2 separate regions of the Callithrix jacchus genome follow, and region 1 is linked to region 2. Evidence: chromatin contacts called from public Hi-C data. All regions are on one chromosome and are shown on one strand. Each heading gives the region's core, a stretch centred on a gene start, on an enhancer-like site or on the middle of the called end of the contact. The rest is flanking DNA. Distances are from core to core; before and after follow the strand shown. Region 1 overlaps SDK2 (sidekick cell adhesion molecule 2). Region 2 holds the start of CDC42EP4 (CDC42 effector protein 4).

Region 1 (3,324 bases), core at 162-2,661, 57 kb after region 2:
TAACAAAATGGCAGTGATTTCTTGGCATGTTGCCGGGGGTAGAGAGCTGGCAGGTGCCAGATGTCCATTGTAAGGGGCTGTGCAGCCCATCCCAGGAGCCCAGAAAAGGGGCAGGGTCCCAGCTGGGGCCCGGATGAAGGAGTCAAAGACCACTCAGATGAACAGGGTTAAGGATAAGAGCATTGCTTCTTGGCCCTTTGGCTAAGATCAGGCGTAGGACAAGAGCGAGGTCATTTGCAGAGCAGGGCTCTTGATCTGGGGTCCACAGATGGCAGTGAGGGTGCAGGGACATCCCCGGTCTTGTGCATCTTTCTGGGGAGAGGCTCTGAAGCTTTCATTCTCATCAGAGTCTCAAAGGGGTTCCCGACTCCCACAAAAACTGAAGAAGGACTAACCCACAGTAATGCTGAAAACCCTAAGGTTTGGGAAAGGGCAAAGGTAGGACCCTCAGGGGCTCCCCTTTTCTTTTCTTTTTTTTTTTTTTTGAGATGGATTTTCGCTCTGTTGTCCAGGCTGGAGTGCAGTGGCACAATCTCAGCTCACTGCAACCTCTGCCTCCTGGGTTCAAGCAATTCTCCTGCCTCAGTCTCCCGAGTAGCTGGGACTACAGGCATCTGCCACCATGCCCGGCTAATTTTTGTATTTTTAGTAAAGACGGGGTTTTGCCATGTTGGCCAGGCTGGTCTCGAACTCCTGACCTCAAGTGATCCTCCCGCTTTGGCCTCCCAAAGTGCTGGGATTACAGGTGTGAGCCACCACCCCTGGCTGCTCCCTTTCTTTATGGTCTCAACAGAGCCCTATCTGCTCAGGTTTCCCTTCCTTTCCTTTCTTTTTCCAGCGGTAGGAGGAATATACTTAACAATTCTCTGCCTGGAAGTCGGAGACCTGGAGCTTTCTTCCAACCCTGCCCTCCACTTGCTGTCATTTTACCTTGGAAATGCCCTTTCCCGTGACTGGGACTCAGTTTCCATGTTTATAAGACGAACAGACTTGCACTGAATCTCACTCATGTGTAGTGGCTGTAATGGGCACCAAGATGTAAGTGAGCTCTTGCAAAGTGAAGGGGCTGGGGAGGTGCTGGGAGGTCCACTCACCGTCCACGGGGCTGCAGGGCTCGTATACCAGCCGATAGCCCTCCAGGATGCCGTTGGGGAACTGCGGAGCTTCCCAGGACACGTTCACGGAGGTTGTGGTCAGCTCGCTGAACTGGACCGAGCTGGGAGCGCTGGGGGCTGCAGGAGACAGGAAAGGGCTTTTGTTTCCTTCTTCTGTGGAAGTTCAGAGCCCTGGGTTCAGCTCCAAGGAGCTAGCGGGAGTGTTGGGTCTGAGCCCTGGAGGAAAAAGCGAGCAGGGCTCGGCAGAAGGGGCGAGCAGGAGGGGTCACTGGAGGTCATCGGGCCCCTTCCTCTCCTTTCTCAACTTTGCAGTATCAGAGTCCTAAGAACTGGGGAGAAAGAGAACTCTATTTTTCCCTCAAATTGCAGAATTCAGGCTTCTCCCTGCTAAGTGGCTCTGAGCCCTGGCTCTGAGCAAGGGACAAGCCGTGACACCCCCAGGGTCATCGTGGGGCAAGGCCATTTCCTGGCTTTGTGGGGCTCATCTTTTGGCTTCCCTGGAGGAGAAGGTAGGGGGTATCTGGGCCTCAGAACATTCGGTGGGCACTAAACAAAGAAGACGCCAGAACCCCAGCAGATGACCGTGGCCTTCCTCTCCTCCCGGGGCTCCAGGGATTGTTACAGAGCCCCCATGCAGTCAGAAGGAGCCATGCCAAGGACTGTCAGACCCTCTGGGAGAAACGTTTCCTTGGACTGAGATCCCTGCAGTGATCCTGAAAACACAGGGGCGGGGGCTCCTCTGAGGGGGAGGACAGAGGAAAGGCAGGAAGCGCCCCAATCCATGGCGTCCCCAGCTGGCCTGGGAGGAAGACCAGGCTATTATTGCCTTGCGCTGCCTCCCCACCAAGCCTGAGCTAATCCGACCCGCTTCCGGCTGCAGCCCCTGGAGGCAGAGTCAGCGAGTGACTTTGAAGGAGGGAGGTGAGCTCAGGGGGCCCTTCCTGTCTCCCCTCTGCTTCGGGGACGTGGGACAGAACAAGTTGTCCTGTTGCTGCAGTGACGGAAGCCTCGGGTTCCCTGGGGCTCGCATCCGGCAGATGACACTGACAGGAGAGTGGCCGGGACAGGCCGGGGTGGACGGAGAGACTTGCATATTCAGCAGCCCATGGTCAGCCTGGCCCGGCCAGAACCCGGGGCAGTGGAGGCAAAGGCTTGCCCCCAGAGAGGGTTGTGGTAAGGAACTGACTCCACAGGTGTGCCCTCTGCAGCTTTTTTGTTTATAGACGGAGTCTCGCTCTGTCGCCCAGGCTGGAGTGCAGTGGTGCGATCACAGCTCACTGAAACCTCCGCCTCCCGGGTTCAAGCAATTCTCTGCCTCAGCCTCATGAGTAGCTGGGATTACAGGTGTGCATCAGCACCCCAGCTAATTTTTGTATTTTTAGTAGAGACTGGGTTTCACCATATTGGCCAGGCTGGTCTCGAACTCCTGATTTTGTGATCTGCCCGCCTTGGCCTCCCAAAGTGCTGGGATTTGGTGGCTCCCAAAGGCATGAGCCACTGCTCCTGGTCCCTCTGCAGCTCTTTAAAAGCCACATGTCACCAACAGCATAGGAAGCAGCAGGTTGAACAAGATGCTCAGAGGAGGCCGGGACAAAAGGGCCAGTATTCCAGTCCAGCAGGACGGAATGCTTGGCTCTCTCAGAAATCCTGGGTTCCAGCCTCTGCTCCCCCAGTGACCAGCTGGGCAACCCTGGACAGGTAGCATACTTTCCTGGGTGACCCTGGTTCATCAGGAAATGAGGGTTCCACCTGCCCCCAACATCCCCAGGGCTTCTGGGAGGCTCAAGTGCGACAGTGCCTGAGTGGAGTGCCGGACACACACCACCAGGCTCGCTCTGCACACAGGCAGACGGATTCTCCCCAGCACCCTCTCCTCTGCACTCGCTACCCTTCAGCCTCCTGATCTCCCCTCCCCGCCTCTACTCTCTCCGCTCTGCCAGGCCATCTTCCACCAGCAGCCAGAGCACTTTTCTCAAAATATAAACCAGACCCTGTTGCTCAGTTGCTCCAGCTCTCCCATGGCTTCCCATTGTGTTTTATTTTTTATTTGTTTAGACAGATGCTTGTTTTGTCACCAAGGCTGGAGTGCAGTGGCACAATCTCAGCTTACTGCAACCTACACCTCCTGGGTTCAAGCTATTCTCCTTCCTCAGCCTCCTGAGTAGCTGGGATTAGAGGTGTGCACCACCACGCCCAGCTGATTTTTGTA
Region 2 (3,275 bases), core at 474-2,973:
GTCACCCGCCCTTCATTGTTTACACTCGCTGGATGGGACCTTTCTCTGGTCCATATGGCTGCTGGGGTTCGGACGGGAGAGATTCTCCCTCCGGCACCCGGGCCCCTCCGGGGAGGGCAGGGGGCCTCGCAGCGAAGGGGCTCCCAAAGGACTCTACTGGGATCCAGATGCTCAGCTACCCGGGCAGACAGCGGGCACCGGGCACCCAGCAAGGGATGTGGGAGCTGATCAGGTTGCAAGGGTGAGAGTCGTGGAGAGAGAGAGAAGTTCCAGAGGCAACAAGAAAAGAAAAGGGCGTTGGATTTCCCCTCCATTCTCCCAGGGAGAAAAAGAAAACTTCCAAAGCCCAGGCCGCAGTCACTGGGAAAACACAAGGAACCTGGTTTGAGTTAGCTAAGAGCACCCCTCCCCCAGTCTCTCTCGCTCGCGCGCACACACACACACACGTACTTCAGTCCGCTCCCAGGAAGCCGGCTCAGCCTCAGCCCCGGCTCCCGCCCAGCTTTCCAGCCCTCCCAACCCCGGCACTCACCGGCGGCTGGGATCCCCGCGGGCAGGACGGCTCCTGGGGGATGAGCCCGGGGCAAGGGGCAGTTTTGTAACCCCGGCTGGGGGCGCTCCGGAGAGGGGGCGGGGCCGGGGACTGCCGATCTGCGCGCACCCGCCCCAAGCGGGCGATTAAATCATTAACCCGCCGCTCCCGCCTGCGACCCGGCGGAGCGCGCCGGGATCCGGGCGCACCGACCCGGTGCGAGGCCGTCAGTCACCCCGGCTCCAAATGTGGGGGGTGGGGTAGAGGAGGGTAGGTGAGGCTTGGATGGGCCTCACCAGGCCGAGAGGCGCCTCGGCTTCGGGGGCTTCGGGGGCTTCGGAGGGAGCGTGCGGGGCGGGAGCCCGGCGTGGGAGGGAAGGGTTCGCGGGGCGGGGGCGGGGGCTGGGGCGGGGGCGGGGGTGGGGGAACAGGGGAACATTTACTCCTTCGGCCATTCCCTTCCAGGCAGCTCCGTCCACCTCTCTCCCCGGCCAGGTGACCCTGGGTGGCGTGTGCTGCAGTGTGTGTACGGGAGCGAGGTGTGTACACGCCTCCGCCGGAACAGGCGGATAATTCAGTTCTTATTCATAGAGAACTCGGGGCGCACACACGCCCTCCTCGGGGAAATCGGGGGGCCGCGCGCCGCCAATGGCTGCGCTCCAGCCCAAACCGACACACGTCCTATTCCTGGGAAGGGGGGGCCCTTTAAAACCCGCCCCCAGTCCCCCAAGCGGCGCCCTCGGCCAGGCCAGCGAGTTGCAGCGTGGAGAGAGAAAATCGAGTCCCGGTGACGCCGCGCCCGGCTCCCTACCACCCCCCGCCCCGCCCCGCACATCCCGCTCTGCCAGGACACTGGGTGCGCGGCTCCGGGTCCGGGCACCGCGGCGGGCGCGGAGAGAAGCGCGAGCGCCAAGAACTGGGGACTCGGAGCCCTTCTCCCCGCCCCACGGCCCCGCACCCCCAGCTTCTTCGATCCTCTCCGCCCCACAGGGGGGTTCGAGCCCCCGGAGCTGAGCCCATCCAGGCCTACCGGCGCGAAGGGGGCTGTCACAGCAAGGGTCGGGTGCACGTCGCCTACCTCAGTCCCCGGAGACCAGAGCGCCGGACCGGGGCGGCTGCGCTGTCCCCTCTGTGGGCTCCGCACGGCGGCGGGGCTGGCGGCCCCCGTCAGCGCCGGCGTTTGTTTCCTTCTGGCTCTCGGGCTTTCGGGGCTGTGAGCAGCCAGGACACTCCCCTTCCAGGCCCCGCCCGCGCCCTCCCCGCGCGCCCCTCCGCGCTGATGTCACAGAGCTGCCGCAGCCAATGGCCATCGGGAACCTCTGCCCGGCTGCTCGGCCTCTTAGGTTCAAACTGAAAGCCCGAGACTTTCCCAACTTCAACTGGGCAGCTTGGGCCCGCTCGGCTTCCGGGAGACACCCCAGTCGCAGCCTGCGCTCCGGCCGCGAACCCCCACTGCGGTCCGCAGGGTGAGGGGCGCGTCTCCCTCCGCTCCCTCCGGGGGCCTAACGCGAGGCTCTTTTAAGGCTCTTCCCTATTCGAGCCAGGACAAGAAACCAAGAACCCCAGCCCCGGTGGCGTTCTTCGTTCCTGCTCCCTCTCGGACCTGGCTCCAGTGCTGTCAGGAGATGGGGGCGGGAGGGGCTGGCGTCACTAGCTTCTTAGGTGTCATCCCAGACTCTCGCTGGAAACCAGGGAGCGCGGCGGAGCCTACCAGCCCCGAGGCGAGGCCAGGCCTGGAGTGGGCGTCAGAAGGGTTTCTGCAGGGTGACAGCCCCGGAGCTTCCCGCATCCCCAAGTCTGTGCCTTTGCCGCCTAAGTATCAGCTGAGGCTAAATTTACTCCAAGTGAAGGTCAAGGAGGACCAGCTCCTGAGTCCCAGAGCCTGAATCCTATGAGGCATGCCTCGGGCTCCATTCTTTTTAGAGAATAGTTTCAGCTGAAATGATCATTACCAAGGTACAATGCCAGCGGCGAAGCAGTCAGCAAAAGAAAAGCGGACAAGGTGCAAAGTGGAAGTTCCTTTGCCTCTAGCCGACCCCCACCCTCGGGTTTTAAAGGAAGTGAGTGTGGAGGCCCCAGATTCTCCCCATGGCTTCGAGGTTTCTAAGCCGTCAGGGACATTCTGCTTTCTGGGGAGTGTGGTTTCCTTTTCCCTCTGCAGCGCAGCCGCAACCAGCTCTTGAGATCTGATGGTGTGGCCACTCCATCCTGGTATGAAAGTCAAATTCTGGGCCTGGTGTGGTACCTCACGCCTTAATCCCAGCACTTTGGGAGGCCGACGAGGGTGGATCACTTGAGGTCGGGAGTTTGAGACCAGTCTGGCCAACATGACAAAACCCCGTCTCTACTAAAAATACAAAAATTAGCCGGGCGTGGTGGCATGTGTCTGTAATCCCAGCACTTGGGAGACTGAGTCGGGAGAATCGCTTAAACCGGGGAGACAGAGGTTGCAGTGAGCCTAGATGGTGCCACTGCACTCCAGCCTGGGTGACAGAGGGAGACTCTCTCAAAAAAAAAAAAAAAAAAAAAAAAAAAATCAAATTCTAAACTGGACATGTAGAGGAAAAGGTGGGGTTCAGAGCCACTTGGGAGGCAAACATGTGGATTCGAACCCTGGCCAGGTCATCATGGGTGTAAATCAAAAAGTGACTGAGGCAGGTCTTAATCAAATAGAGGTTTAGTTAGCCACGCTTGAGGATCCACCAGGGAAAAATCACCTTTTTTTCCCAAAAAGGGTTTTGGG

Evidence for each region. A called contact is a pair of places that touch in the nucleus more often than the background predicts.
Region 1: a contact with region 2 is called in a Hi-C map of induced pluripotent stem cells, with 2.0 times the contacts expected there. The contact joins the enhancer-like site here to the promoter of CDC42EP4 in region 2. A contact is called at or near these places in 2 of 3 Hi-C or Micro-C datasets (induced pluripotent stem cells and skeletal muscle).

What each region holds. Positions count from the first base shown.
Region 1 is chr5:129,340,385-129,343,708 of calJac240_pri, forward strand. SDK2 (sidekick cell adhesion molecule 2) reads right to left here. Exons shown (of 44, transcript XM_035301669.3): 37 at 1,095-1,232. Among named protein-coding and RNA genes, the nearest start is that of CDC42EP4, 57 kb to the left of the region's middle. Within about 2 kb of position 1,412, at least 3 of the 16 cell types and tissues checked have an H3K27ac peak or open chromatin away from gene starts, as enhancers often do.
Region 2 is chr5:129,282,860-129,286,134 of calJac240_pri, forward strand. It overlaps CDC42EP4 (CDC42 effector protein 4), which reads right to left and starts at 1,724. Exons shown (of 2, transcript XM_008997688.5): 1 at 1,611-1,724.